Regions from separate parts of the Mus musculus genome. Here all the other regions are linked to region 1. Evidence: chromatin contacts called from public promoter capture Hi-C data. All regions are on one chromosome and are shown on one strand. Each heading gives the region's core, a stretch centred on a gene start, on an enhancer-like site or on the middle of the called end of the contact. The rest is flanking DNA. Distances are from core to core; before and after follow the strand shown. Region 1 holds the start of Cyp39a1 (cytochrome P450, family 39, subfamily a, polypeptide 1). Region 2 holds the start of Slc29a1 (solute carrier family 29 (nucleoside transporters), member 1). Region 3 holds the start of Cdc5l (cell division cycle 5-like (S. pombe)). Region 4 has its middle 29 kb from the start of Gm35204. Region 5 holds the start of Supt3 (SPT3, SAGA and STAGA complex component).

Evidence for each region. Promoter capture Hi-C pulls out the DNA fragments that hold promoters and counts their contacts.
Region 2: a promoter capture Hi-C map of pre-B cells shows a contact between it and region 1, with 2.5 times the contacts expected there. The contact joins the promoter of Slc29a1 here to the promoter of Cyp39a1 in region 1. A contact is called at or near these places in 2 of 39 promoter capture datasets (cranial neural crest and pre-B cells).
Region 3: a contact with region 1 is called in a promoter capture Hi-C map of pre-B cells, with 6 times the contacts expected there. The contact joins the promoter of Cdc5l here to the promoter of Cyp39a1 in region 1. A contact is called at or near these places in 10 of 39 promoter capture datasets (the 3T3-L1 cell line, 3T3-L1-derived adipocytes, the C10 cell line and 6 more), 1 of 115 datasets of contacts at active chromatin or transcription factors (astrocytes) and 1 of 9 other capture datasets (adipose tissue).
Region 4: a contact with region 1 is called in a promoter capture Hi-C map of hippocampal neurons, with 5 times the contacts expected there. The contact joins the enhancer-like site here to the promoter of Cyp39a1 in region 1. A contact is called at or near these places in 6 of 39 promoter capture datasets (HPC-7-derived erythroid cells, cranial neural crest, embryonic stem cells and 3 more).
Region 5: a promoter capture Hi-C map of pre-B cells shows a contact between it and region 1, with 2.3 times the contacts expected there. The contact joins the promoter of Supt3 here to the promoter of Cyp39a1 in region 1. A contact is called at or near these places in 5 of 39 promoter capture datasets (hippocampal neurons, liver, neutrophils and 1 more), 1 of 115 datasets of contacts at active chromatin or transcription factors (pancreatic cancer cells) and 1 of 9 other capture datasets (liver).

Annotation. Positions count from the first base shown.
Region 1 is chr17:43,665,102-43,669,090 of GRCm38.p6, forward strand. Cyp39a1 (cytochrome P450, family 39, subfamily a, polypeptide 1) reads left to right here and starts at 2,271. Exons shown (of 12, transcript NM_018887.4): 1 at 2,271-2,693. The coding sequence starts at 2,508. Slc25a27 (solute carrier family 25, member 27) reads right to left here and starts at 2,113. Exons shown (of 9, transcript NM_001357122.1): 1 at 1,799-2,113. The coding sequence starts at 1,901.
Region 2 is chr17:45,593,770-45,597,758 of GRCm38.p6, forward strand. Slc29a1 (solute carrier family 29 (nucleoside transporters), member 1) reads right to left here and starts at 1,761. Exons shown (of 14, transcript NM_001357771.2): 1 at 1,713-1,761.
Region 3 is chr17:45,431,379-45,435,367 of GRCm38.p6, forward strand. Cdc5l (cell division cycle 5-like (S. pombe)) reads right to left here and starts at 2,329. Exons shown (of 16, transcript NM_152810.2): 1 at 2,013-2,329. The coding sequence starts at 2,057. It overlaps B230354K17Rik (RIKEN cDNA B230354K17 gene), which reads left to right and starts at 2,453. Exons shown (of 3, transcript NR_130961.1): 1 at 2,453-2,849.
Region 4 is chr17:45,324,886-45,328,874 of GRCm38.p6, forward strand. No RefSeq gene overlaps it. Among named protein-coding and RNA genes, the nearest start is that of Gm35204, 29 kb to the left of the region's middle. Within about 2 kb of position 2,101, at least 21 of the 459 cell types and tissues checked have an H3K27ac peak or open chromatin away from gene starts, as enhancers often do. A contact at or near this core is called in hippocampal neurons, where this site is marked.
Region 5 is chr17:44,775,398-44,779,386 of GRCm38.p6, forward strand. Supt3 (SPT3, SAGA and STAGA complex component) reads left to right here and starts at 1,769. Exons shown (of 12, transcript NM_178652.3): 1 at 1,769-2,031. It also overlaps a transcript of Runx2 not described here.

The sequences.
Region 1 (3,989 bases), core at 1,021-3,520:
GCCTGATCCACGATCCATGAATACCTTTCCAAAGACAGGAGAGGGGGCGGGGAGGGGGATGTGTTACATCTTTCCATTAGGTTCTGGAAAAGTTGCTAACCAATAATGTCCCTAAGATGTTTTCTTATCTTGCATATATATGGAGTCTTAAAAAGTTTCCAGTGGTATACACACACACACACACACACACACACACACACACCTTAAAAAGTGTCTTATCAACACATGAAACTGAGCAAAGTATGAAGAGGCAAGAGCTCTAAGTACAAATGCTGCTTCTCAGAACACATGTTTTCTTCCTTCCTTTTCCTTTGGTTACCTTGTGGCTGGGGCATTCGTGCTGAATCAGTGTGAACTCCCCTTTACCAACTAACTTTGATCCCTTGGCCTTCTGTCCCTATTCTTCACCCGTTTCTCCCCAACACATTTCACAGGACCGTTTCTGGACAAGCCACTGAGCTTTCAGGGAGCCATCAAACCACTAATGCAGCTCATCACTCGGCTGACTCGTTTTAGATGTCTTTAGAAGCTGGTGAATTTTATTTAGGAAAATCAATGATTAAGGAAAATAAAATTGTGTTAGCTTTGATTAGAAAGAAGACAAATAGATGGGCCAAAGGCAAGAAAGGAAGAGTCTAAAGGGCAAAGCAATAGGTAGTGTGCTGGCTATGCTAGGCATAAAAATAAATAAAGCTCCGCTAGAGACGGTTGGATAACATTTTCAAATAACTAATGCACCAGAGACATTTTCCTTTTTCTTTCTTTCTTTTTTTAATGGACAAAAAAATGTAAGGGTAATCTCAAATAGCTTCACAGAGACCACAGGTTGTACTCAAAACCTCCCTGCCCCCTTCCTGAAAAACAACAACAACCACAACAACACCCCCACCCTTTGCTCATGCCATAGTGCCGTAATCCACTTTAGGTGGTCTGTTTATTTACTTATTTATTTATTTGTTGTTGTTGTTTGTTTCTTTGAACTCACTTAGGCAGATGGATCTGTCTTGTTTTGTTTTGTTCCTATAATGTTCTTGGAACACACAGAAATAGCTTCTCTGCAACAGGCAGCAGCTGTAAATAAATGTCTTTCTCTGCATGTGCCACCCCCCACCCGCCACCCCACTGAGCCTGGAAGAAGGCCACACTGGGGTTTTTTGCAATTGTATATCCAGGACCCACTACTGCATCAACTGGAATAATGCTGCCCCTACCTTGCATTTACCACATATAAAAATTACTTCTCAGAATTCCCCTTAACGGGTATAGGCTCAGAGAAGTGATGTGGCTGACTGGCATTAAGCAAATGTTCCAGAGGGATGGTTAACAATTGGAGTCCCTCAAGGTAGGACTCACTGTCCCCCTTCCCCCAACTCAAATCTTAAAGACTCCCGAGGCAGCATAAGACTATAAACCACAAAAAACGATCCCAGGGAGGATGAAAAAGAAAAAAACAAACCAAAACCAAACCAAAAAACTGTGAACAAATGGATTATGGTTCTATAAAGGTCATCCTTACGAAAGGGGAAATGTTTCCTAGAGAGGTATAGGGCTCATGAAGAGCCCAAGAGTACTCACTCAGGCATAAGACAACATCCCTGGGGATGGGAAGACAAGGACCCTGGACACCTCCAATCCACGCTCCTCCCGAAGCTGGCCTACTGGGCACCTGACCACATCCTTGCGAGGGTCCAACCTCTGAAGATGCACTCCAGCCAGGAGTGAGGCTGCCCGCCCATCCCTCCCCCAGCACGATGCCGCAGCCACTCGCTGGGGAGGCCGAGGCGGGGGCGGCCGGTACCTAGCTCGGCCACGGTTGCGGCGCAGCCGGACAGTAGGAACTTGCTCGTCCGGGGCCATCTCTGCGTGAGCGGCAGCAGCTTCTCCTCCTCGGCGATAGGCATTCAGCAGCAAGTCAGGACCACTGGGCACCGCTGGTCGCCTGGGAACCTGCCACCCTGCCGGCGCCGCCCCTTTTCAGCCCGAGAGAGGTCAGGTCAGGACCATGTGCCTTTATTACGCTCTGCAAAGGCGCCGCCCGCCTGGTAGCTGGACCGGTCCGGCGGCCTCAGGTGCTGAAAAACAAAGCCGCACCCAAGAGGCTTCTGGGAAATGTAGTTCTTGGGGGCTCAGCGACTTCTCTGATTGGCTGGTAGCTAGGCGCCCGCTGCAAACAGCTAGTTTACTCGAGCTCCGCCGCCTCAGGATGTGTTCCCGCCTCCTCCGTCCCAGCCCAGCCCAGCCCAGTTCAAATCAAAGCTTTTTTTTTTTTTTTTTTTTTTTTTTTTTTTCTCATAATTTGAAAGCCGTGGGAAGGTGGAAGATAGCCACAATGCAAAAATCACACAAAAACTGGGGCGGGGCAAAGGAACCACAGTTACGCAAGAGAATTTGTTTAAAAAGTTTCTCGGCTCAGAGTTTGCAAAACTGGGCGCATTTTCCTCAGTCGGCGGGGGACTAGGAGATTCCCCTGGAGAAGGACGTTTTCAAACGTCTGTTGATTCTGGAAGATGGGCATTATGGAGTTATTCTCACCAATAGCAATCGCCGTTCTGGGAAGCTGTGTTCTTTTCTTATTCTCTCGGTTGAAGAATTTGCTTGGACCCCCGTGCATCCAAGGCTGGATTCCCTGGATTGGAGCTGGACTTGAGTTTGGGAAAGCCCCTCTTGAATTTATAGAAAAAGCAAGAATCAAGGTATGTAGCAGTGACAGGGAGTTTGGAGGGAGGTAGTATTTCCTTTTCTAATTTTTCTTTTATTAAACTCAGTGTTGGAACATTGGGCATACACATACTTCCGGCAATTCGTCTACTCTGTTTCTCTACATACCTTGTTGGAAATAGTCAGGTCTTTTGACTGTTAGTAATTCCCTGCAGTTAATTCTAAGTGGGTGTTTATTAACATTGCAGATGTAAGCTTGTAGTTTGGGGGCGGCGACAGAAGAGTTTCCATGATTTCAGTTTGTGAAAACGAGTAATAAATTTGTATCACAAGTAGAGGTAACTCTACGATTTTATAAAACTTGATTTGCTAAATTGATCTTTACAGATTAAAAGCTCCCCAATATTCTTTCTTTCTCTCCCCATCCCTACCACCAGATACTATTTTATTGGTGAGTTCCTCCCTCCCTTATTCCCTGCCCTGAGGAAATAAGTAATGGATTCCACTGTAAGGGTTTTTTTTTTTTTTTTTTTTCCCATAAAGCAGCTACTGAATGTTGAACAGTTTAGAGAAGGCACTTTTACTGGCTGGCCTTTTAATTTCTATTCATATTTTGGCGGCCAAGATCTTACTGTGGTTTTGGTTGGGAAGCCAGCATGGTGGATGAAGTGCTTTCTGCAGCAACCACAAAAACCTGAGTCCATACCTCAACCCCTCCAGGTTCAGTGAGAGAGGCTTTGTCTCAAAAACTGAGGTGGAGGGCCAGCAAGAGGGCTCGGTGGGTAAAGGTGTCTGCTGCCAAGCCTGGCATCTTGAGACTGAACCTTAGAACCCACATGGTGGAAGGAGAGAATCAGCTCTCTCAGATTGTTCTCAGACCCCCACATGGGCGCTGTGATACACACATGCCCATATTCCATGTAAACACAATATATGAATAATATTTTCTTATCATTTAGTATTTCTTCTAGCCCTCCCCCACTTCTGTGTGTGTACACTCATGTGTTGGTGTTCTAATCCATGCATGAAGGACTACATGGAGTTCAAAGGTTTGCACCAGGGTGTCTTCCTAGTTTGTTTTTCCACTACATTTTGTTGGGACAGGTCCTCAAACTGCATCTGGAGCTCATCCAGTCAGCTAAGACTGGCTGTTTAACAAGCCTCTGGGAACTGCCTGTCTCTGTCTCCCTGGCTTCTGGAGAATTAGGGATGCGAGCTTTTATGTCTGGGTTTTGCCTGGGGTCTGGGGATTTGAACTCTGATCCTCATGTTGGCACAGCAAGCACTTTGTCCACTGAGCCATATTCTAGTCTTTGATGGCTGTATTTCAT
Region 2 (3,989 bases), core at 511-3,010, 1.9 Mb after region 1:
ACGGGCCAAATCCCTCAGTACTGGACAGCAAAGCCACACACCTCCAGAAGGAGGCAGAAGGCTCCTGCTGTTGGTTAAGGACTATTTGCTGAGGGTCTCTGTGGGTCCGCCAGGCATCCTCCTAGGCACTGGGGACAGAGCAGCAGCAAACAGTAGCACTGCTATTTATCTAGGACAAGAGGGTTCTGCTGCGGCTGCGGGGAGCCTGAGGACTCAGGTTTCTATTAGATAGTAGGGAAGGGACCCCATCAAAACATAGCTAATTCTCCACCGAGCACCCCACACCTCTCCCATGCACCAGCAAAAGTGAATACAGCCACAAGCCAGAGGGAGGCTAACTCTTCCATCATAAAACTGGCTTAGGCTTGGACAAGTATACACATACATATACACACACACACACACACACACACACACACACACACACACACACATCACTTCTCCCCTTGCAGAAATTCCCACCTCTCGGGTTCCACCCACATCCAAACATTCCATTTGCTGCTTAGGGGCTTTCTTTACTTTTGTCCCAGTAGAGATCTGATAGCAGTTCAGGGCCTCTGGTATCATTTCAGCCATGCCTTGACCTGCCGAGATGGAGAGGCCCTGAAAGCTATCGCCCATCTGAGGCCTTCCTGCGTCCTAAGGGTCCTCTCACATAGCTCAGTTTCTCAGCCTAGTTTCTGCTACATCGGAATCTTCTCTTGAAATCTGAGGATGCCCCTCTTCCAGCTGCCCCGTTTCTACTAAACAGTTAGGGCGATTGAGGTTTAAAGAGGCTCCATCACTTGAGAAAGCCCGCAGAGCTGGTGAATGGGGGTGACAGCATCAATACTCAATGTACCGATCATTCTAGATTCCTTCTCAAGTGGGGAAGGCAAAATTAACAAGGCTCCTCAGCTATTCGTGTAGGCTTCCAGGAAGGCAACAGTGCTCCAATTAAAGGGTTAAAACAAGTGGGAGATTCAGGCCATTCTTTCACATAACATTAGTTTCAGAGTCATGACAACTCACAACCATTCCACCACGCATATATTATTGTATGCAAAGGTCACACAAGCAGGACAAGAGGAACAGGACGGAAGGAGGGTTAATGGAGAAGAGGGGGTTGGCTCAGGCTTGGCAAGAGGACCCGAATGGGGTATAAGGTGCAGGGGTGGAGAGAGCCTTCATCCAAAGGAAGCCTGGGTGTGCGCGTCAGTCCTTTATCTTGTCACACGTTCACTCTCCGCGTAGAGTAAATGAGGACTCGCCCAGGAAAGGGAGGCCAGGAACAGGAGTTTAGTCTGTAAATGGCCAGCTAGCTCCCTTCACGTCCATTTGTATTCCCGCATTCCCCATCCTCCTGCCTCGGGGCAGAAGGCAACACAACCCCTCCCTCTAGTTCACACAGGACTGTAGCATTGAACTACCCACACGCCGATCCTCTGCGGAAGTCAACACAGCGACAGTCGCTTCCAGGCCCAGAAGCCAGGCTGTCTTGGGCCCAGCTCCGCCCTGGTCCCCACAAAAGGAGAGTCCCCCTACCCAGAGCCAGGCCCATGCGCGCCACGTGCTGGCGCTGCTCTGCACGCGCCGCGTGGGGGCCGCACCCCAAAGTCCCTGTCGCGGCCTCGGAGCTGGCAGACCGGGCCTCCTTTTCCCTCCTGGCAAGCCGGACACTCCACTCTCTACCCCGGAGTCCCCAACATGTCCCACCCAAGCCCTACGAGCACCTGCTGGAGAAGGACACCTCCGGCGACGAAATCTGCGCGCTTGGCCAGCGCTTCCCGCGCCCGCCCGAGCGCTTTCAAACCCGCCCTCTGCTGGGTCCGCCCCGGGCCCGTGGGAGCCACCTCCTCCCGGCGACAGCCCCGCCCCCAGGCTCCTCGCCGCCCCCTCAACAGTTCACCGGCTCCCAGTCAGAGACCCTACGCCTAGGGCCGCCAGGGCTGCTGGCTTCGATGGCGGAGCACGTCTTTGGACCCTTCCCAACTGTCACCCGGACACGCGAGCCTGGGAGGGGGGCACGGGCCCCCCACTGCGTACCCCTAATTTCCGCGCTGGCCCTGCGCTCCTAACTCCTACACATTCCACGGCGGGACTCTTGCACAGACAGGCCCTCTGCTCACCCAGGTCCAGACGCCCCCACAAGCCACGCTCCACCTCAGGTGTTCCGTTATCCCTCTCCGAACCCCGCCCACGCCATTATTCACACTCCACCGTTTTACTGCTAGCAACCCCCTCACACACACACACACACACACACCCTTCTAATACATCCTTTTTCCTTTCCACTCCTCCTTTTCCCTTCAAGAAGACTTTCTGGGATACCTCAGATTTGAGCGTTCTGGAACCCAGACGCTGGAGGTGTTTTGTTTTCTCTCTCCTGCCCTCAGACTCGCCGCACACCACACAAACAGCATCTCTCCCCCCCCCATCCCCATGTTGCCTTGAAGGCTCCTTTATGAAGGCATAAGAGGACAGCCCTGAGGCCTCTAAGAAAACTGAAACACAGCTGGAGACCGGAGAAAGGGGAGCCAGGAAGAAAGGCCTCACATCCTGCACATCTTTGTCCTAGCCAGCATTTCACTGTCCCATGTCCCATCCCAAGATAACCCTCGGGGCTAGAAGCCTTGCTGAGCCTCTTACCATTCATACCCCTCCCCTTCCTTCCTTCCCCCCCCCCCCCCCGCTGGGGTACAAAGGAGGAGGGACCCCCTACAGTAGCACTCCCTACTGATGTATCCCAGAAGTTGGGGAGGGTCCTGAGGCAAGAACATCCCATCCAGATTGCCTGTCTCACCCCACCTCCCTAAGGAACCTGTGCTCCAGAGAAACCATTGGAGCTAATTAACAATTACCAGTGCTAACATCGTAGGGAAAAGACGCACTCAGTCTCCCCAGAGGACGACTGAGCCCTTAGGAGGTAGCTGACTCTGTAGGACAGTGGGTTCTCTCAAGCTGCTCTGGTGGGGGCGTATACAGCCTTCCTGCTCCCACAGAGATGACACATCTCCCCACTAGCACTAAGCAAACAGAGGGCAGGAAGTCAGGCTTGGGTGGTATTTTTCTGGGCACTATCCCATGGCTTAAGAGTAGCCTCATGTCTGTCCACAACGCCAGATCCCTGCCCTGTTTGTCTGGTCTGTCTCTCCCTGCCTTTGCCTCCCTTCTTCCGTTGCCCCCCCCCACACACACACACCTCACCCCCTCTTTCCCTTCCCAAGTCTGGCTCTGTTACCATAGCTGGCACAGCTGTGGGAGAGATCGACTAGGCATGGTCAGGCTGGGAGCCCTTGTGTGCAAAGTGAGCTGGAAGTGGACAGACGAAGTGGTAAGGGTCCCAGCCAGACTGGGGAAGGCTGGTTCCTTTCCTCATGCCCACTGGGACCTGGCCGTCTATGCAGATGGCCACAGGCAGGCCTGTTATTATTGGAGAACAGCCCATCTGGCAAGCTCCTTGCATGGGTTCCAGCCAGCACCCACACCCCAGGCAGCCTCAGGCAGTTGCTGGTGCCCGGGCCCTCTGCTGGACAGCCCTGGGAACCCAGCTCGCACAAGCCTGGGCCTGGCAGATCCTCAGGCACGTCTACCAGGCCTCTCTTTTTACCTTCCTCCTCATATCATGGCTCCCCATTCCCTGTCACTAAGGTTGGGTCAGGAGGGCTGGTCCACCTGACCTCATGGCTCACCTTTATGTCCTGTCCCCCACCCCAGCTGGGACTGTGGCTAACTCTATCATTTCTGCCCCTCACCCTTTAGAAGGTAGGTTTGCTTCCCACCACACTCAACTCTCTCTCTCTCTCTCTCTCTCTCTCTCTCTCTCTCTCTCTCTCTCTCTCTCTTCCTCTCTCCTCTCCTCTCCTCTCCTCTCCTCTCCTCTCCTCTCCTCTCCTCTCCTCTCCTCTCCTCTCCTCTCCTCTCCTCTCCTCTCCTCTCCTCTCCTCTCCTCTCCTCTCCTCTCTCCTCTCCTCTCCTCTCCCCTCCCCTCCCCTCCCCTCCCCTCCTCT
Region 3 (3,989 bases), core at 1,079-3,578, 1.8 Mb after region 1:
TATGACAGACAAAATTATTCACTGGCATGTACCTGCCATTCTCCTCACAAAGTTCACATACATTTATATATTTTCTCAAAACAAGAACAAAAAATTTCCTGACTATCTACCTTGAAGCAGGTCTTCTATACTTCTGGAGAGAGAATCAAAGAAGAAACTTGAGACTCTGGTTCAACACAGTTCCTCTCTGGCAGGCATCCTACTCACAACAGCCCAGGATCCACAGCTCCTCTACCTCATCAGTCAGCGCCCTGTCTACCTACTCCAATCTCTAAAAACCATTTCACCAGAGTACCCAAAGTATAGCCCAATCCCCAGACATCCTGCCACGCGAGCTCACAGACCTAAGAGTCATAGATGAATGCACTTGAGCACTTTACTTTTAGGCTTTTTCTACAATGAACTTGAATTGCCTGTCTTCTACATAAAACCCTCCACTCCATCTTCTCTCCCACTGCTAACTGGTAGCATACCCACCTAGCATACTTTAAGTCCTGGATTAGATTCCCATAAGACTTTACACATGACAGTACACACCTCTTATGCCAGAACAGGAGAGGTAGAAGCAGGAGGATCAGATGTTAAGGGTCACTCTCATCTACATAGCAAGTTCAAAGTCAATCTAAGCTACATAAGACCCTATCTCAGACAGACAGACATCGACACACAGACACACACACACACTCTGCTGGGTTTTGGCCATTATAGAGGAATCCTGATGTTACTTGATTTTGTGACTCTGCTTCTTCCTCAGAAGCCAACTCTTCTAGTTTAAATTGTCTTAGTGCATGCAAGTCCCTTTTCAGTGCCTCCATTTGTAACTTTGGTAAAGTTTTTCAAAACTTCAACGCATCTTCAACCAAATACATACAACAGGTACCTATCCTACAAGATTCATTCCCAAACATCACCAAGAAACCTGCTTCATACTAGAATGCCAAAGCCTGGTCCTACTATACTGCTGTCTGATGAAGACAACAGCAACTCATTTTTTTTACTGAAAGCCTACTAATGTACCCAGCTGCGTTCACAATGTTCCAAACTGGCAACTCGTTTCAAGAGCTTAAATACAATTATTTATTTGTCTTATAAAAATGAGTAATCTGAGGCTCTCAGAAGTAACTCAGCCGGAGCCACACAAAAGTGCTTGTGAAAACAAAGCTGTAGTAAATGAAAAATAGGTGCCACCAAACCACTAAACAACTAACTCTCAACGGGACGACCAACGAATGGGCCAGGAGGACTCTAAGAAGTGTTCTCAGCTAAGTTTGGAGCATGTTCAGAAAGATGCCAAAGCAATAAGGAGCTATCTCAAGAACGCACAAGACAGACGGAAAGGTGCTCATACATTCGGCGCACTCGATTAAATGCACGTTAACTTAATTTCTATTTTACTTCCTTCCTTCTGCTGTTCCGCTCACCGTGACATAATCTACAACATTTCTGGACGCAAACACCACCGTAGGTAAGTTTGTCCTAACTGGCTTCTATCCCGGCAAGGGTGGCGTGACTGGAAAGGTAAGAGAAAGGACCCAGGTCCTAAGATAAGCAGAGAGGTGCAGACGTAAACGGGCAGCCTGTCCGGCTGTAAAGAAGTCACGGAAAAAACAAAGTTGCAGCCACAACGGCTTCTAACAGAGCGAAGCGCTGTGCACGAGCTGAGATCGAAAGGAGCTGGAGAAACACCAGGCTCCGGGGGAGGTCCGGTCGGCGGCCACCGGGCTGCAGAAGACACCGAGGGGGCGCGTCCCTAACTGATCAAATAAGTGATCAAGGGCCTAGCAAATGCCAAGCGAGGAGCGCCGGGCGACAAGTCGCGACCTCGCCCCCGGGGTGAGCCAGGTGACCCGAGCCCGCACCCATGCACCGCGAGGGTCCCCGGGGTCCGCGCAGTCGCCGCCCCGCACCGCAGACCCCCGCGGGACAGCCACGGCTCCCGGAGCTTCCCCGCGCGTGCGCACACGCTACCAGAGCCGGCGGAGGGCTGCGGACGGCGGGAAAAGCTGCCTCACCTCCGTGTTCCTCCACACTCCCCCTTTGATCATAATCCGGGGCATCTTAGCGGCAGAGTGTCCCGGCAAGGGAGCCGAGGAGAGCTTCGAGAAAGTAGTAACGGCGCTCCGGGCACGGGACGCAAAAGGCCACTTCCTCCCAAGAGCGACCTTCTGCTTTGAAGAGCTCTGCGCAGGCGCGGCGTGGGCAGCCCCGGGAAATCTCGCGAGATCTTAGCGGCCGAAGGCAAAAGACGCGGGCGGCCAGGCTGCAACCTTAAGACTGATGGAGACTAATCAAACCGCAGGTGCCAAGGCGCCCGACGTGTCGCGCGCAGGTCCGAGACTAGGGTGAAGGAAAACAAAACTCTCGCGAGATGCCAGAGTTGGAACTTGACCGGGAACGCAGTGAAGGGATTGGTCCTGACGTCACGCGGAGGGCAGTGCCGGGGGTGGGGAATAAATGTGAGGGGTGTGGCGTTCCTCAGCACGCTTGGTCCCCAGGGAGCGCTGTTTGTTTGTTTGTTTGCTTGTTTGTTTGTCTGTTTGTTTAACGGAGCGCTGCGCTGGGCATCCCGGCGACCGACGAGGACTTCGCTGAGTCCTCGGGGAGATGCAAACGAGTCCGTTCTCTTTCTAGGAGCTCCAACTCGCAGCGCCAAGCGCCGAGGATGCCGGACGGACTCAAGATCCTAACTCTAACCTGAGGGACTGAGCGACTGCTCGCCCCAAAGTGTTCGCTCTCCTTCCTGGAAGAGCCACAAGGGGTTCGAGGCGACGCCCTAGGGACCCTTGGGAAGCGTCACGTCAGCCGCTTTCCCTCATCCCTCGCTGTTGGGTGTCTGTGGAACAAACTCGGTGAGTTGCGGGAGTCTCGCCCCTGGAATCCGGGGTCGTCCTCTGAAGAGTGGAACAAACAACTTGTTCATCAAATCAGAGGGCGGCTGCGAGTCCACAAAGTCTCGGTGAAGTGGAAATTGTCAGACTCTCTGCCATCTCCTCTCTCTTTTCCCACGCAGATTTCTCCACTATTCCAGAGCAATTAATTACTTGGTGTCACCCCAGGTCCCTAGGGAAAGATTTTATTCCGTGCATAGCGGCTCTGGTTTGTTGTCACTGTTCATGCTTCCGTTTGCCCCTTCTAGAAGACATGACGGATTTTCCGATTCGATTTTTGTTACGATTTTTTTCCTTGAAATAGGAAATTGTATCAAAATATCACTGCTTTCAGTTGAGAGGGAGGTAGTGTAGTGTTATGAAGAACACTTGGGTTTAGTGACCTACAATCTCATTTCACTCCTGTCATCTGACAGGATGACAGGTTAACAAGCCATTTTCTGCCTCTGGTACTCTTTGCAATGCTCTCTTGTAAAGATGTGTAACCATTACCTCCTGCCAACATCACTTAGTTGTATGGTTTTTATCCCACACACCCAGGTCACACACCATTTGGTTGACCAGATCAAAGCAAATCTGAACACTCCTCTCTGGGGATCTTAACGCTAGGATCCAAAAGAGGTCAGTGTTTCTGCTAGCTGATAAGCCTCTAACCTACCAATTGTGTGGCACCTAACAATTGTATTTTGAACTACATGGTCCCTGGATCTAGAACATTCCCAAGTCGTAACTACTTCCATATCCCCCTTTTGGATTTAGTCATTGAAGTTAGCTTTCCATTATTTGTAATCGAGAGGCCTAATAAATCCACAGTTGAACCAGTCCTCTTTCACATAGGCTATTCCAAAGGATCATGACAGTGACTTCTTCCACTCAACATTCTGTCATCTTTATGCTAACTTTAAAAAAGGTATCTCTTCCTTAAAACATGTTAATGTCACCTGCTAGAAAATTGTTACAAAGGATTGGTATTTTGACAACAGAACATACTTCATCAACCTATTGAGATCTATCCTTGTCTGTGGTGTGGATTCAAGTCAGATGCTCCAATATTGCCCCTTTTATTATGTGAATTAGTCCTCCAAGTGCCATGTAGGCCCC
Region 4 (3,989 bases), core at 851-3,350, 1.7 Mb after region 1:
ACCAGTGTGACCTTGGCAACTCCAAGTTCACAGATACCTATTCACTGTAGGACAAAATGTCAGCAGCAGGCTCTTTGGCCCCATCTACTCTGTCCTTCTCTAACCTGAGCAATGTTTGGGAAGCAATGTCTCTCACATGTATCAATCCTCACTCTTCAAAGGTGAGCTCTCCAGACCAGCAGCAACCAAGAACTTGTCCAATGCACATTTCTGGTCTTGCCCAGACCCACCTGCTCATAGACAACTCTGATATCTGCATTTTTAACAACAGGACTTGCCAAAACCATCAGCGACTGTGAAGATGGGACAATGGAGAAGACATCGTCCCCTCAAGCCACAGAGATGAGACACACTCCCCTCCTGTGTGACATCCCATTGCCTTGCTTCAGTCCTTCCTACCGGTATGGTAGCAGAACTCGAGGTTGAGTAGCTTTACAGTCTCAGTAAGGCTCTTCCTCTTCAGAGCCTCAGTTTCCTTCCTACAAGCCCTTCGCCCAGTCCAGTTGCCAGGAGCAGGCTGAATCATCTTGTCTTCAATAATTCCTTGTACAAGTTGCTCAGCCTTTCTGAGCCTATTCTCTGTAAAGCAGGAACACCAATGGCCTGCCACAGTGGTATTGCAAGGCTTACCTGGGGTGTACAGGAAGCACCTATCCCGTTGGTATTCAAGCGTTCTATTGGTGCAGTAATCTGGAGAGAATGTTATCAATGAATTATGCTTTCTTTGTCTACAAATCACAATCTCATCTTGGTCCACATAGGTCAGTCTTCAGAGGGAGGTTCCATTTGTTTGGTTTGAATTTTCCTTCCCAAAAAACCACTGCTTCCTGCTACTACCAGTGCAGGTAAAACCAGGACTCTGTAGGACAGTTCAGGGCTGTTTTGTTTGTTTGTTTGTTTGTTTGTTTGTTTTAAGACAGAAGACTCCTCTTTGTAGCCCAAGCTAGCCCTGATCCCATAATCCCCCATTTCCGCTTCCCGCATGTGTAGGATAATAGCTACATCCCAAGGCTAAGCTAAGCCAGATTTTCTCTTTTGTTTATGTCCGTAGGCTTGATGTTCATTTGTGTGTGCATACAGTTGGGTCAGAAGAGGATGTTGAGTGTCTTTCTAAAATCATCTATTTGCCTCATTCCCTTGAGATGGGATCCCTCCAAGAACATGGAGCTAGGTTGCCAGGCAGCAAGGCTCAATATCCCTGAGTCTCCAATCCCCTGCCCATTGCTGCAGTTATAGGCTTGAGTGTAACCACACCCACCTTTTTTACACAGATGCTGGGGGTTCACACTCAGCCCCTTTGTGCTTTAGAAGCAAGAGCCCTTACCCACCGAAGCAGCTTTAGGAGAGTTCGGCTCCGTGGCTATGCACAGCCTATCAAAGAAACAGGAAACCCCAGATCTCAGACTCCAGGCCACAGGACCGGGCAGAAACACCCCCACCTCTGTAGAACGGAAAGGCCCAGAGACCTGAGCAGGTACAGATGTCCTTTTTCAAGCATGCTTTCGCTACTCAACTCCAGATAGCTCTTCTTAATGAGAACATGAACATAGGGTTGCCATGGTACCAGTTATCCATAAAGAGGCCAGGACATCTGGATGTGATATTTCCCGGGTTTGGTGTTTTTTTTTTTTTTAAGTGTCACCATGTGGAGCATTTGGTAGAGAAAGACACTAAAATAACTCAATAACTTAATATCTATCCAGCACAATCCTGGGAAATCGTTACTACAATTATCTCCGCTTTATGTTGAAGAAACTGAGGCCCAAAGTTATCCATGGAAAAGCAGAGTAGGGAGAAGCCCAGCACGGGAGGGGTTAAAGCAGAAAATATAGACCCTTGTGTTGAATAAAAGGAGACAGAGCCAATTTTTCCTACCATAACAGTAAATTGGCCCCAAATTAAGCCAATACCCAGTTCTTATTGCTTCTGCAAAGAATTAATAAACCATGACATCTTCTGAAATGGGGGAGGCCAGCTGCTCGGGGACATGTCAGAAAGCTTTTTACGGGCTTGGAGATGTTCTGCCTTAGCGAGTTAACGGAGTCCACCACAAGCACGCAGAGAGGGAAAGTGCCCGCTCCCAGCTGGGCTCAGAACTCTTCCCACCGCCAGGAGCCAGGCCATGCAGTAGCTGACTCTCCGGGGCGTTAATGGCTGCGGCCTCCCAGAGAACACTCTGGAATATTTTAGGTTTATATTTTGCAGATGGTGTGCCAAGTCCTTCCCTCATTTTGCCTATTAGATGGCTAGTTTCCTTTTCCTAGTTAAGGGATTAACTAGAATTATCAGTGATCATAAGCTTCTCCCACAGGCAGGTCAAAGGAAATGAATGGAAACTGTGGCAATAAGAGCGCCGGGCAGACCCACAGAAGCACGCCTGCCTGGAGAGTTCTCCCTGGCACTGCAGGCCAGCTAGCAAGGGGGATGCAGGCTGAGCTAGAGATTTCCACAGGGCTCCGCTCAGAGCGCAGCTTACAGGCAAAGTCTCCAGGGACATCAGGGAGCCAGGTGAGATCTTGGCGGTGGGAAGTATCAGAAACTCGGACTTAAAGGAGGAGAGGGAGTTTCCAAATATTCTACTCTCACTCTTTCATTGCCGGGTGGGGGCAAGAAAATTGGGAAAGCGAGAAGTGATCGCCGAAGGGTCCCATGGCTAAATAACAGCAGAGATGAAACTGAGCCTGGGTCCCAGCCCTTGATGCCCAACCTAGATCCCTAGAGATAAGACCACACACTGTTCCGGTTCTCAGTTCAATGACCTATAAAATGAATCTCAGAGCATCACACTTCCATCATATATATCATATATGGTCTCCCTGGTCTTTGTGACAGGATGCCTATTAAGGACCACGACTTCCCTGTCTTTATCTGGGAATGCTCTCTGTATGAGCTCGAACCTAGGTGGCCTTGGTTAATGTTGAGAGACTGGTAACGATTCAACTCTAAGAGGTTGAGGTTTATCTCCTGTATAACGCATCTCTGGGATGTGTTTGACATGATGCTTCCGTGTCACAGGACGGTGTCATTACTGCAACTGTCACAGAGGGAAAGAGGAAAACTGGGCCCTTAGAGCCACATCAAAATTAGCAGATGCTGTTTGCTTATACTAAATGGCGAGCGTCCACTGATGTATGTATAATATGAATAAGTATTCCTTGTATGTTTCTGTCAGTGTGAGCATCTCATAACGAATAGTCACATTTCCACAGTGCGGCGAGGGATGGCGTTCGGCTGACACAGTCAAAGGGATGAATAGCACCCTCAAGTTCACTCCTAAAACAGAGTGTGACCATGACACTTGGCATTCATTCAATGCCACCATTCATAGCCATAACACTGGGCAGCTGCCTGTCTGCGCTGATGGAATGTTCTAGACTTTGGTGGCAGAGAAGTCAAGAAAACACCATCCTTTTGCTCTCAAGGATGAGACTGAAGATGGTATTGCCACAAAACAAAGCAACTGTCACTGCAAGGGAGGAATGAAGAGAGCTGGGTTAGCCAAAGGCACACACACCCTGTCCCACCACAGATGTGCTCGGAGATGACTGAAGTCTGGCCCTCCCTGAGGACAGTTTAAGATCCCTGGCCTTCTCTGCTCACTTCCTGTTACAGACTATTTACACGTATGATCCATGAAACTTAAATGGCACAAAGATCCATAAAAATGAGCGCACACACACACACATATATACACACACACCAGCATGACATACAAGTCTGGAAGGGAAGTATGGGAGTGACTTTGTGCCATTGCTGTGGGACTTTGTTTTGAAATGGATCAACAGCAAGTATATGGGCCAATGTTATGGTTCTGAGTATCCGTGCCTTAGTTTCCCAACCTGAGCACAGCACCCCAAGTTCAAGGCCATGTCTGCACACTTTCAAGTCCTGAAATGCAGCATAAAAGCGGGTGGGTAAACAAACAGACAACCACACCTTGCTCCAGCTGAGTCCTTTTTGCCTCCTTCACTGCTGAGCTAATAGATGGC
Region 5 (3,989 bases), core at 519-3,018, 1.1 Mb after region 1:
TTTTTTTTGGACCTGACCATTATAATTTGTTTTTGAGTCAAATCTGGTCTTTATCTGGAGGTGAAATGCCTGTGCGATGATATTAGTTGAGCAGAATTTTAATTAAAATGATCTGCATGGAATTTTTTTCTTTGGATAATCTGTCTTCTGTTTTTACAGCAGTTTGTTTGTTTGTTTGTTTATTTATTTTTATTATAAGACAGCTCAGTCTTAAAAATCAAGGCTGACCTTGACTTCTCCAATGCTGGGATTACACGCCCAGCCCAATCTCCTATTTCTTGGCAATGTACTAAAAAAGTCTTTTCACCTTTTGTATATAATCTAGTCTTAATTTTTAAGGAAATAATGACAATTTTTGGCTACTTTCCCATATAGCTCGCACTCAGCTTTGGGCAGAGTGAGCCTGGATCTTACACTTCATGTTGACCCTCCACATCCTAAATCTACTCTTGGAAGTGTATTTGGCAAATATTGAAGTGTCTGGCAGTTACAGAGGACTAAGCACAAGACAATTGCAATCCAGAGAGGAGATGATCAGATGAATGGCTGTTTTAAAGACACTCAGCAAATAGGATTATTTCAGAACTCATACATTCATAGGCAAGACATTAATGAAGTAAGTAGTGCTTGAAAAGACCTGGTAAAGGTGAATGTGATGGTTTGTATATGCTCGGCGCAGGGAATGGCACTATTAGAAGGTATGGCCCTGTTGGAGTAGGTGTGTCATTGTAGGTGTGGGCTTTAAGACCCTCATCCTTGCTGCATGGAAGCCAGTTTTCTACTACCATCCTTCAGATGAAGATGTATAACTCTCAGCTCCTCCTGCACCATTCCTGCCTGGATGCTGCCATGCTCCTGTCTTGATAATGGACTGAACCTCCGAACCTGTAAGCTAGCCACAATTAAATGTTCTTTTAAGAGTTGCTTTGGTCATGGTATCTATTCACAGCAGTAAAACCCTAGCGAAAAAAGTGACTAATATAAATAATAATAGTAAAAATAATATAATAAAAATAATATTTGAAATGGTAGGATAGTGGATATTTTCTTTTCTAAACAGCCGAGTGAAAACATCACACACAATTGTCTCCAGTTCATTAAGGTACTACACCTGCAACCATCAAACACGGGAAGACAGGTCATACATACAATTCAATATAAGTGGTGCAAGGAAAAATCACCACTGCTTGTTTATAAAGCTTCCCCAATAGTGAAAGTTATTAACTAAAGCATGCTTTTTAAAGTAATGGAACTTTGTAGAAAGGAACGGGGGTGGGGTGGGGTAACTTTGCAGATGAGTTTTCACAGGCTTTCGATTTTGCGCAAGGGCCGGTAGGGGTGGGTAGGTGGGTGTTCCCAGGTCCTAGAACGGACTGAGTCCTCACACAGTGCTTCTCTGAGGAGAGAGTCTTTCCTAACTCTGCGCCCCTTTGTCATTGGAAACAATTCTGGTCACCTGACCAACCCCTGAAGAGAAGCTTGCATAGACCTTCTCCCAGTGCAGATCACCGACTCTCAATAATCCTAGCTCCTCGGGCTCACTCCTACGGTCTGCAGAGTCACCACAGGCCAAATCCAGCTCCTCTGCCAGATCGCTCACTCGACTCATCACAACTCCCGCTCTGAGGCTCCGCCGCGTGGCTGCGGGCCGCTCCGTACGCCGAGGCGGGAGCGCGAAGCCCCGCCCCCGGAGTGTGGCGGAAGTAGAAGAAGCAGGCCCGCGACCGCGCGCGCTGGCCAGCCGGGTGCGCATGCGCTCTCGCCGCACGGCTTGGCCCGTCCCTCTAGTCACCCCAGGCTCCGCTACCCCCGCCCCGCCCCTCATAGTGGCGCTCTCGCCATCTTACCCCCACCCCCTCCAGCCTAGCTCAGTCACCTTTTCCCTTTCTACAATCTCTGGTTCCCCCCACTCCCCGCCCCCCTGCCCGTCGTGTCCCGGGGCCGCCGCCGCCGCAGACACCGCGCCATCTCTGTCCCCTCTCATTCTCCACGCGGGACGCGCAGCCGTGCCTCCACGTGTCTTAAGCAGAGGTTGTGGGGGCGCGTGGGGGCGGCGGGGAGTGGGGCGAGGTCATGGGAACTTGAGGGACGTCGTGGCAGCCAAATGCCTGGCCCGGGGCTGCGGGCCCAGCCGGATGCAGGCCGCCGAGCGTGGGGTGCCCCGTGGCTCCTCCCCGTTGTCGGTGGGCGTGAGGCAGGGGAGCCCTCGGGGCCGGGCGGAGAGGCACCGTTTAGGCTTGTCACCCAAATGGGTGGGAAGTCCTCCAAGAAGGCAAGCTAGGAAGCTAGGAAGTGGTAGTGGAAGGAAGTGCAGTGTGCATGCAGGCTGAGGGACAGAGGACACAGAGATGTTGCTGTCAGAGCTCGCCTCTGGGACCCCTGGGGAAATAAATCATTTAGCCGGTGGTGTCGGGGGGTATAGATGGGGATCATCGCAGCCTAGCTCAAAACTCAGGTTTATGGGAGAAGATCTGTGTGCTAAAAGCTTGTATCACGCCAGCTGTGATTAATTACGTTTGAGCTCCAAGGAAATTGTCTGTCATCTTGCCTTCTATATTGGAAGTCAGGCTAGTTGATGTGACAAGTGATAAGAGTTATAGGGATAGTGGAATATATTTGACGGTCAGACAGGATCCCAGTAGCAGTGTTGTTACTGAACACCCGGATTAAAATTAGCTTTATGTCCTTGGAATTAGTAGACTCAGGAAGAAACCAGTACATATTTATCTGGGATAAAACCTGAGTTCTCAGTATTTTTGAGTTAGTTCACTGTTAAAAGATTTACTTAAAGAAAGAAACAACTGGTAGAATTTCTGCGTGTTCCAGCGAGGCGGAATATGACTACTAAGATAATGTTTTGCACAACCAGACCTTACTTTAACCATACTATTGCAAGCTTCCCACCCTTTTCCGGCTGCACTGCCCAAGGGGACTTTATGCCAAGCTGGAAATGCTATACTCTATGGGCTACCAATATGGTAACCACCGGGTGCAGGTGGCTCTGATGAGCTTGATTTTTTAATTGGTTAGCAAATTAATTACAATGTAAGTAAGTAGACACACAGGCATGGTGCTTATTGCATGGGATCCCACAGGTCTGAAAAAGTTGAGAGATTGAGAGCCAGTTGCAGTTTTTTATTTGGTTGAGTTTTAAGTCAGGCCAGCTTTTGAACTATTTATGCTTTTAAAAGGACTCGTAATTAGAATCTCTATAATGCCTTTCATTCAAATTGTAGATCTGCTAGTATTTATTTACAGCTTGGCAAACTAAAGCAAAATGCTCTGAACTCTGGTTCTAAAGCTAATGGCAGATTTAGTTGGAAAGACAACAGTGCTAACTAGAGTTTTCTTTAATTATCTATAGCTTCCATTGTCTTTTACCATTTGATTAGTTCTTAGAGAATAGTTTAAACTTTTTATTGTTGTGGTTCCCCCCCCCCCCTATTTAAGAGGTGGCAATTCCACCTTAAGTTTTTGTGTTATAAAGCAGTTTAATAAATTATAATAGTAACCTTTGAGCAATTTTTGAAATCATTTTAGTATTCACAGTCAAACTTCTGAAGAGAAAAGTGAAATTTGGTGATAAATGTGTCATGAGACCACTTTCTTTGAAATATACCCAACTATATTTTATCTGAGGTTTTGTAAATCTTGAAAATAAAACTTTCCCCTCCTTGCCTGTCTCTCCCTCTCCTTCCTTCTCCCCTTTTTTGTGCTGGGGGTTGAACCCAGGCCCTCCCACATACTAAGTGGATGCTCTACTAACTAAGCTATGCAGTCAGGCCTTGAAAATAAAACATATGGGGGAAAAGAAGCCAAAACAAAACTATCATGGTGGATTGTATCCAGAGTTCCCGCCTGATATTTGTAAAATGTTGGCCTTGGCCTCAAGGCTGAAGAAAACCATTGGTTCTGGAATGGCAGCTTAAAGCTTATGAGTTGCATCATATGCAGAGAATAGTTCATGACATGCAAATGACACTGAGCTG